3 separate regions of the Mus musculus genome follow, and all the other regions are linked to region 2. Evidence: chromatin contacts called from public Hi-C and HiChIP or PLAC-seq data. All regions are on one chromosome and are shown on one strand. The core of a region is the stretch at or near the end of the contact, and the rest is flanking DNA. Distances in the headings are between cores, read along the strand shown. Region 1 overlaps Grik4 (glutamate receptor, ionotropic, kainate 4). Region 2 holds the start of Grik4 (glutamate receptor, ionotropic, kainate 4). Region 3 overlaps Grik4 (glutamate receptor, ionotropic, kainate 4).

The links. Hi-C and Micro-C count contacts between places; a contact is called where the count stands out from the background. HiChIP or PLAC-seq counts read pairs in DNA pulled down with a chosen protein or histone mark.
Region 1: a Hi-C map of nephron progenitors shows a contact between it and region 2, with 3 times the contacts expected there. The contact joins the enhancer-like site here to the promoter of Grik4 in region 2. A contact is called at or near these places in 12 of 39 promoter capture datasets (the 3T3-L1 cell line, cranial neural crest, embryonic stem cells and 7 more), 1 of 484 Hi-C or Micro-C datasets (nephron progenitors), 17 of 115 datasets of contacts at active chromatin or transcription factors (VIP interneurons, astrocytes, bone marrow-derived macrophages and 11 more) and 3 of 9 other capture datasets (adipose tissue, embryonic stem cells and liver).
Region 3: an H3K4me3 HiChIP or PLAC-seq map of embryonic limb bud shows a contact between it and region 2, with 3 times the contacts expected there. The contact joins the enhancer-like site here to the promoter of Grik4 in region 2. A contact is called at or near these places in 3 of 39 promoter capture datasets (cranial neural crest, embryonic stem cells and liver), 1 of 15 datasets of contacts at CTCF or cohesin (embryonic stem cells), 8 of 484 Hi-C or Micro-C datasets (bone marrow-derived macrophages and embryonic stem cells), 18 of 115 datasets of contacts at active chromatin or transcription factors (bone marrow-derived macrophages, embryonic basal ganglia, embryonic forebrain and 10 more) and 3 of 9 other capture datasets (adipose tissue, liver and pancreatic islet).

Annotation. Positions count from the first base shown.
Region 1 is chr9:42,721,003-42,724,264 of GRCm38.p6, reverse strand. All of the region lies in intron 3 of Grik4 (glutamate receptor, ionotropic, kainate 4), which reads left to right. Among named protein-coding and RNA genes, the nearest start is that of Gm36590, 49 kb to the right of the region's middle. Within about 2 kb of position 1,559, at least 17 of the 459 cell types and tissues checked have an H3K27ac peak or open chromatin away from gene starts, as enhancers often do. A contact at or near this core is called in nephron progenitors, where this site is marked.
Region 2 is chr9:42,942,554-42,945,753 of GRCm38.p6, reverse strand. Grik4 (glutamate receptor, ionotropic, kainate 4) reads left to right here and starts at 1,383. Exons shown (of 21, transcript NM_175481.5): 1 at 1,383-1,427.
Region 3 is chr9:42,763,448-42,766,360 of GRCm38.p6, reverse strand. The region is part of intron 3 of Grik4 (glutamate receptor, ionotropic, kainate 4); the gene reads left to right. Among named protein-coding and RNA genes, the nearest start is that of Gm36590, 91 kb to the right of the region's middle. Within about 2 kb of position 1,315, at least 34 of the 459 cell types and tissues checked have an H3K27ac peak or open chromatin away from gene starts, as enhancers often do. A contact at or near this core is called in embryonic basal ganglia and embryonic limb bud, where this site is marked.

The sequences.
Region 1 (3,262 bases), core at 310-2,809, 220 kb after region 2:
GACAGAGAGGTGAACGGGGCAGAGCCTGCACAGTCCACAGTCTACAGCGAGGAGCACACTCTAACACCAGGCCAGATAATGGGCAGATCTCAAGCAGCACACTGAGGGGCTCAGGAGTTCTGGGGGAGGAAAACCGAGCGCCATTTAAAAAGGGTTTAGTAAGCATGTGAGCAGTGCAAACTACTTAGGAAAATAACCTGCTTTTTATGCCCTGGAGCCTCTTGCTGCTGCTGCTGTCTGTACTAACAGAGATACGATTGTCTTTGTCCTTCAACCTTCCAGGCGAGCTTGGGAACCTCCCCCTGCCCCTGCACTGGCTCAGGACACTTTATCATCTTTAATCCTCATGAGAATCTAGTGGGTTGTCACCATTTCTATCAGAAAACTGTAGCTTGGGCAAGTTAAGTGACTCCCTCAAGGTGACAAGATTAATTGTTGGGGCTGGCATTAAGAGAGAGGGCCCATCTACAGCGTCAGGCAGCTCTCCAGCAATGTGAACTTGCTGCCTTCCCCAAGAGAAGAGCTATGCTACCTGCCCTGGGGCGAGAAGGCAAATGCTTACCTGTGCAGCTCAAAATTACTCTCTCTCTCTCTCTCTCTCTCTCTCTCTCTCTCTCTCTCTCTGTGTGTGTGTGTGTGTGTGTGTGTGTGTGTATGGTTGTGTTTATGTTTTGTTTAAGATGGGGTCTCACATTGATATGCAGTGCAGGCTGACCACAGACTCATGGCAATCCTCCTGCCTTAACCTCCTAAATGCTGCGATTACAGACTTTATATAAACATATACTTTCCCTCATCTGCTGCGCTGTCTGCACTCTGTACCCCCACCCTTTCAAAAACTGGCAAGATCCTGTGCCCAGCATAGTCTTCACTTTGTGGCTGCCAGTGGCACTTTGACATTGGAACTGCTCACCCCTGAGGCCTCTGGGATGTCCTGATATGTACACAGTATCCCCCAGCTCTCGGTGACAGCATCTACAGGACAAGGATGCAAGCCAGGATGCTGCACGAGCCTGGTACCCCGAAGAAGCCCCCTCTGTCAACTCGGGCTGTTCTTTGTTCCGTACTTTTGAGGCCTTGACCCAGAGGACACTGTGAGGTCTGTGAGCCATGCAGGACTCACAATCATTTCTCTTGCTGCCAGTTCTTAAACCAAGCTTATTACTGCCACTTTTCTTGGGGACTTTCTTCTTAGGCTCCTCAGGCATAGTCCTCAGTAGAGCCTTCCTGCTATCCTGAGCATCTTCCCAGGTCCCCACTGATGGCTCACACTGCTGTTGAGAATGCTGGTTGCTTTTATTACCTACAAGATGGGGAGTCTAAGTACGATAGATGCCCAGGCCCAAGGCTGTAACACAGGTGGGCTGGACTTTACACCTTTTTTTTTTTTTTTGCAGGCTTTGTAGAGCTTGGATAATTCAACTCCCTTTGCACTGTCTCTTTTTGCTGCACCAGACTCCCGAAGGCAACAGCCGGGGCCTCTCATTTCACTTCCTGCTGGAGGATTCAGTTCAGTGCATCTGAATGTGTTGTTCTTAAAGTCAGCTCATTGTTCACCCTCTCGTGAACTGAGTGTGAACCCACCAGCTCAGTGGTCCATGACACCCTGTCTCAGACACAGTGGCAGCATGGGCGGGGCTGCCTCTACCCCAGGTAGAGTAAGGGATTCTCAGACTGCTCTGAAAAGATACAAGAGGCACATCTCTGGCTACTGGAAGCCACTGGTGAGGCCAGAGACAACAGGAAGCAGTCTCAGGAGAAATGGAGAAGACCACTAGGAAAGGGAAGGGTTTGTCTGATGGTCCTGGTGCCGTCGGTTTGACAGGGAAGCTGATGCTGAGCGCCCAGGCAGTTGGACCAATGCTATTATTTTCATGCCTTGGGAATTTGGAAAGATGCTATAGTCTCTTGAAAGGAGCCTGGGATTTTTGCCAATCCCATCTTTATTTTCCCTGGATTGGTTCTTTGGGGGCAAGACCTCCACCTCCTCCTTGCTTCAGACACTTCTCTGTGTCTAGATCATGGTACCACCTGTTTGACAGGGAAGGCGATGCAAGGCGGAGCTTCTCAAGGCACCAAGTATGCTGAGTGCAGAGGCAGCTGTACCGCTGCTAGCATTTCTCTTCTTGAGACTCTGTCCACCCCCAGAACTATAAACGGGAGATGAGCTCTGGGGGTCAGATACGAAACAGTGACGCCTCAACCTGCTAGACCTCACCTTCTATTTTTTTTTACCTTCCAAAATAGAGCCTGGGTTCTAGAAAGGAGGAAAGCTACATTTAAATGCTGGTTTCTTTCCTGGGCGCGTAGCCACCAGCCTTCCCGAATGATAGGAGAGCTGTTGGCATGGCTCATTGCCTGGGAGGAGAAACTGGCTTGGGGAGCTTGGCTTCCATGAGATTCTTTCCCTCTGGACATCTTAGGCAGGTCCCTCCACCCCACGCTCCAAAAATCCAGGACATGTGAAGCAAGCAGAAAACCTCGTGCTTTCCTCTGGAGGCTCTTGACGGGGCCTCTTCAAAGGTTTGGCCAATTCCTTACAGGTTGTGGCATGACAGCTTGGGGACTTGACCTCAGGGACAGCAGAGGGAAACTGTGCAGAGTAAGTGGTACCCCTGTGGCACCTACCTCGTTGGAGGGATCATCTCCACAGGCAACTATTCAAACTTAGCCCTCAGCCAAGGAGTAAGCATGTGCCTTGCGATGCCCATGGAGGCTCTCTTGGCCTCTAGGTGGCCCCTTATCACCCATTTTCTAGGGTATTCCTTGCTACTCAATTCCATACCCTCTCTGCCCCCAGACCACACTAAGAGCAGAAGCAGACCATGGCTGGTGGAGCACACAGGATTGTGAGCCGCCTATCCACCCACCTCTTTGGCTGTCTGCCTTGACTTTCCATCCTGAGGACCCAGGGGGCCCTGTACCTAACATATGATTCCAAAGCTCATTAGTAAACTAGACGCTCTCCGTTGGATACCTTGGAAGACCTCTTAATGTATTACGTCTGTGTTTGTCTTTTCCCAGAGGCCCCAAGCCAGGAAATTTCAGAGAAAAATATTTATCTCTAGAGTCTAGTGAGACTTGGCTTAGAGAAAAAGGTGCCATCAGCAAATAAGTTTGAGGAGCACTACATATCATGCCTCTTGTCTTACGGGCTCCTAAGCAGAGCCCTGGCACTGCCTACCTCCGCTCTCACCACTGCCGACACAGCACTGTGTCAAGGTCTCTGAGAAATCCCACAGTGGAGCGAGCAGCTTGGCTT
Region 2 (3,200 bases), core at 134-2,633:
GACATCCGTCTGACAGTTGATTGAGGAAAGACCGAAGGGACTGGAGCTATCCAGAGTGGCCGGTCCTGTGCCAACAGAGCACTCATAAAGTCCAGTCTGGGAGAGGAGGTGGGAGAGAGAACAGGCTCTTACAACCACAATCGCCACCCCCCCCAGCCCCCCAAGCAGGTAACTCAGCTCTGCTGCCCTCCCGGCATGATATAGGGAGTGTCAACAAATATCCTGTAGTCCGTGTATATTGTCCTCCCAGGCCCTAGAACCAACCAAGAATGCCTAGAACAGCCCCTTCGTGGAGACTTTAGGGTAAGCAGGTGGTTAGGTGTGAAGGAAGAGTGGGAGACGATTGGGAGGCTGGCTTAGATGCTTTCCGGGTTTGTCTACGGCTAAGACTCTGGGTTTGAAATGAGGAACTAATCGGTTTGAGGAAGTCACTTGACCCCCTGAGGCCTCCTGCTCCTCTGCCCTCTCCTTTTCTAGCCCCCCACCCACCCACCCCAAGGCTGCTATGATGTGGCCAAATGATCCCTCAAACCAAGTAGCTTGGTTCTCTCTTGGTCCAGCCCCCAGCTCCTGGTGAAGGCTAGGTCTTTCACCTTTCCTAGGCCGAGGTTTCCTTATGTGTAGCATAAAGTGACAACTTCTCCCAGGAGGTCTGTGTGCACAAACCAGTAGACTTCCAAACGTGAGCTGTGGTTCTTCGGCCTCCTGAAACATTGTGGTCTATCTGGCCTTGCTAAAGCAAAGCTTCACCCAGCTCCGCGCCACCACCGAGGAGGCCGCAGTCTCTACGCCTCGTCCCCTAGGTCTGGCCCCTAAAACGCCACCAGGAGTCGCCCTTCGCCCACCGAAGCAGGCCAAGCTAATAACTCCTGCGGACCAGGGCGGGCTGCCCCTTGGCGCTGGATGGTGAAGTGTACCCCAGCTCCTCACTTGGGGGTCAGTCCTCTGCAGCGCCCACCCGGAGCCCCCCCATCCCCGGCCCGCCGTCTCCCGATCGTCCGGATCAGGGAAGCTGCAAGTTTGGCTCTGTCTGTTCCGGCCTCCCCGCCTCGCCGCTCGGCTACCTAGGTCCGGGTCCCCAGCTAAAGACCCCGCCGGCGAGCGGAGACTCCGGCGGCCGCGGCCCGGAAGGGACGCCCCCTCCCCGGCCGGCCGCGTGCGGGACCGCCGCAGTTCCCTCACTGCCCGCCGGGCGGCGCCTCAGCGCCTTTCCGCGCGCCTCCCGCGCTGCCCGCTCCCGGCTCGCTCGCAGCCGGACACAGACTCTGCCTTCGGCTGCTGGCGGATCGAGCTGGAGCCGCCGCCGCCGCCGCTGCGGAAGAAAAAAAAAAAAAGAAAAAAAAAAAAAAAAGGGAAAACAACAGCCGGGCCGCCGGCCGAGCAACGTCGGGTCCCCAGCTTGGCGCCCGGAGTGCGGAGCCGCCCAGGTAAGGGCAGCAGCCCCCGCGCCGCCCCCGACCGGCGCCCTACGCTGTCTCCCCGCGCCCCCCGGGGCTGCGCCGCACCCCGACTTCTGACGTCTCCGCCGCTAGCTCCCTCCGGGCCGCGGCCCGCACCCTGCCTGGCCCCGCTCCCGCCTCCAGCTGCCCAGTCCCCTGCACTCTGATGCCTGCGACCCCGGATTCTCCGCTGAGCCCCCGCCACCTTGCCCCGTACTTCCCCTAGTCTCCATCCCTGCCTGCTTCCCCCTGCGCCTCCTCTCCTCCGCTCCGATCCTCCTTCTGTGATCCTCCCTCTTCCCAGTCCAACTCCCAGCCCAGCCTCTGCCCCCTGCAGGGATGACGGCCCCTTCCCGACACTGGCGATTCTACCCCGCCTCGTCACCCTCGGCTTCTCCTACGGGCCGCTCTTGCCCGCCACAGTCTTCCATCAGACCAGCCCGGCTTCTGAGCCCCCTTCTCCCTTCCCTCTTTGCCATCTGTCTTGACCACCCCTGCTCGGGCCCTGGACTCCGGCCACCACCACACCCCCAACCCTGCACGCCGTCTTGCTTTGGGCCAAGCCAGCGTCCTATCAGAAATGACCCTCCTTCTTGCGACTAATGGGCCTCTTAGCCATCCCACCCTAGTTCACCCGAGTGGGAAGTAAGGGAAAAACTCTGGAGACCTGCATTGGGCGCTGGAGGGGGAAGGGGATCAGTGGAGGGGGAGGGGAGCTAAGGAGATGTTCTTTAGTGAGGACCGGGCAGAGCCGGAGTGGTTCCGACCCAGCTTGGGGTGGAAGGCGCCCTGGTGACGGCTGGGACAGGGGGTTTGTCCAAGGCGCCAAGAGCACCTGTGCCTCCCTCCCTGGGCTCCCTGGAGCTGAGGAAAGTGAGGGAGGAGGTGGAGCCTGGGGAGAGTTGGCCCAGGGCTTTGGGGTTGGGGGAGGCGCGACCAAAGGGATAGACAAGGCACGCGGGCCAGGTTGCCTGGCTGTAGCCAGGCTATGCAGGCTGAGCTGGTCCCCTCTTGGACCTTGGGCTGTGTGGTTCTTGGCATCTGTACTTGATGCTGCCATCTTCCTCTTGGTGCTGTTGTCTGGTGATGCCACGCGGTGCCACCTCCCTGCCTCCCTCCAGTGGCTCTTCTGGGCATGTCTCCCAGGGGCCTGGGCTGTCTGGAAAGAGGAGGGGAACTCTGGCTGGGCCTGGCCACTGTGCCTGACAAGTAGGTATCTCTTGAGACCAGGGCAGGAGGGCTGAGGGTTGGCCAAGAGGATCTGAGCCCTGCCAGGGACAAAGAGAACTATCTTCTTTTTGGCTCCAGTGGGTCGTCTGGTGGTAGTGTCCCTTTTGGGAGCACCTGGAAAAGCTAGCCTTGTAGTCCCTGGGTCAGAGCTGCAGGGGTGTGGCTTGAGAGGGAGCAATCCTGTCTTGCTTTGATCCTGGAGTGTCCTAGTGGTGGCAAGGGGCTGGAGAGGTCGGCTGAGTTCCAGCTCTGCCAGGGAAGGAAGCCCCTGGAATTCCGCCGGGCCTCTTCAGGCTGGCTTTCTTTGCGGAGGCCGTGGCTCATGCTTCATCGTTAATCAGGTTTATTATTTTCCTCACTGGCTGGATGTATTCCTCAAGGTCGTGACCCTTTAGAGAGTTAATCTAATATGCACACGTTACAGTGTCTGGGTTTGTTTAATTTTCCAGATTATGTTCATTTCTTGTGGCCTGGGCTTGCCCACCAGCCTTGCGTCAGTCTCCAGCGCCACCCTCTGTTTTCCTGGACCTG
Region 3 (2,913 bases), core at 66-2,565, 180 kb after region 2:
GCGACGGGCTGGAGTCTGCTGGAACCAGGGCCTGAGAAATTCTCCATGTGGCTTGGTGGTAGGTTCCACGATGAGCTGGAGAAACTCAAATGTCCCATCAGAATTGGGCCTCGACTCTTAGGATTGAGCTAGCAGAAGCCATGTAGGATCATCTAGATCAGGGATGTCCAGCCTTATTTCTTTTATATATAATTAATTGATTTTATTATGTGTGTGTGTGGGGGGGGGTGGGGGGTGTGTGTACACGTGCATCACATGCATGTGGAAACCAGAGGACCATCTCAGGTGTAATCCTTCGGGACACCAGCCATCTCCTTTGAAGCATTGTCTCTCACTGGTCCAGAGCTCACCAGCTAAGCTAGGCTGACTGGTTAGTGAGCCCCAGATCTGTGTCCAACCGTGACGCTTGTAAGCAAATGCCACATGTCCAGCATTTTTATATGGCTCCGGGAATCTGAACTCAGGACCTCATGTTTGTGAGGGAAGCCCTTTATCGATTGAGTTATCTCCTCAGTCCAATATGTCCAACCTTTTGACATTACAGCATCTACAGATCTCATGCTTGAGCATTGCAGGTTACAAAATACATCATAGAATGCTTTAAGTTAGCTCAAGATTTTTTTATTTGGCAACATTTCCAGCTCTATTATAGATTTAAAAGGACGAGCCACAGGCCCAGCTTATTAGTGACCAGTGCAGACCATAAGTCACACCATAAGAAGATCACAAGGCTGGGAGATGACACTGTGTATATTTGGAGAAAATACAGCCAATGCAGAAGAAATGCTATATTTGGATGTCATCGTGCACCCCTAAGGGATTTTTTTCCTTTGAGCGGATGAGATGCTGAGGAATGGATTTCCCTACAGGCACAAGGAAGGGTCCTAACCTGGGCTACTTGATTTATTTCTGCTCTGTGTGTGGGGAGGCAGCCAGGCTTTTGATTTGCTACCTTGACATCTAAAAGGGAGCCTTGGTGGGGAAAGCCCTAGATGGAGTTGCTTTTGCTAAGTCTCCTCTTCCCGTCCTCCCACTCAGCCCAAGCACACACTGCCATGATGGCAAATCCTCACAAGGGAGGATGGCTGGGAGCAAGATCTGTCTCCTGGGCAGCCTGGCAGAGACAGGATACACACAGAGCTTTGAGGTGTTGGCCTGGCAGCCGGTAGGCTGGCTGGTGTGGATTGTTTTCAGTTTGCTTCTCCAGAGCCACATCAGGAAGATGCCCTCGGCTTGGTGCTCCTGAAGGGAACACAAGCAGGGCTCTGGAGGCAGCTGCTTCTTGTTGGTAATGAAGCTGCCCCGCTAAAGGTTAATTGTCTTCAGCTGTGTGGGGCTGCAAGCAGTGGCTGAGCTCCGCTGTCAGATTCTGCAACAGCCTTTCCTTTGCTGCTGGGCGTGGGGTGTGGTGCAGAGACTGCTGTTCACAGATGTTCCTCTCCCACCCACTGCCCCACTGTGCAATGGTGGGACTTCCGCAAGCCAGCTGACTCCTTGCTAACAGCCGAGAGCCCGAGAAAATTCCAGGTTGTCACCTTTACTGTTCTGGCCTGTGGACATTTATAAAACCCACGAGCTTGGGGACAGACTCTGGGCAGGAGGTATATAAATAGTCCTGTGGAGAGAGAGCCCACCAGCTTGGGATTCACTCCTTCCTTTTCAAAGGAAGGCCCAAGGATCCCCTCTTCAGCATCTTACCTAGAGGACTGATTAAACATGCAGACTTCGGGCTGACTGAGTCGCCAATGTCTGAGTCAGTTCTCTGCATTTTAACAAGCGCCCTGGAGTTTGAAGCTCAGTTCTCATCCCATGGAGCACACTTCCCTTTGTCTCCCAGGAGCACCTCCTTCATGGCATCGGTTGTATTTGATGTTGGAGATGTAAGGATAAATAAGACAAGGTATCAGCCAGGGAGGAGATAATTGTCTCCAGCAATTCTTGCACTAAACTTTACTTTCTGGAGAAAAAGAAAAGTGTGTGTGTGTGTGTGTGTGTGTGTGTGTGTGTGTGTAGGGATGGTGGTGGTAGTTGGACTCACTTTTTCCAACTCTTCTCACCTTCTTCCAGGATTTGGAGCTCTCTTCCTAAGGGATTCTTGGCAAATGCTGATGCTGAGTAGCTTACAGAAAGCAAAAGGTCATTTGGACAGGAGCCCTGGGAATGGGATGCCATCTGGTTTGGCAGTCTGAGATTTTGATAACAACCACACTTTAGTTTTACATGACCCCTCTGACTATCCCTGCAAATAGACCAATCTAGAAGTATTTGTTGCATACACAGAGTGCTTTGGACAGCTGTTCACCCATTTCCCAAAGCTCATTTCCTTTGCAGTTTTCCGATTATGCAAAGCAAGCCTCAGTTTTTCTTTCCAAAGTAGAGCATAGGCTGGGGAGAGGGCTCTGAGGGTGAAGTGCTTCCTGTGCAAGCAGGCAGAGCTGGGCTCCAACCCCAGAGCTCCTGAGAAAAAGCTGGGCAGGGCCAAGGCACACCTATGATCCTAGATAGAGATGGGGAGGTGGACATAGGAGGATTCCACTGCCCGACAGAGCCTAATTGGTGAACTCCAAGCCAATGAGAGAGCCTGTCTCAAAAAAGAAGGTAGACAGCAGGAGGAACCGGAAATGTAAGATAAAGTAACCCACATCAGAGTCCCATCTCAGCTGTCTGTGAGACTTCATGTGTTCCCCTCTGAGGCTGTGTTCCACCTTTCACATTCATGCCCCACTGTGTGCCTCATGAAATCTAATACCTGAGGCAGATGAGGGTCTTTGGGAAGGGAGAAGCAGCCCCAGGCATGCAAAGCACCATGGTTAATAACAAGAACTGGTTACCCTGGCTTCTGAAGTGCTTCTGTGTCTCTGCTGAAAAGAGATGAGGGAGAAGCCAAATGGAGTGACTGACCCACGTGTCTTC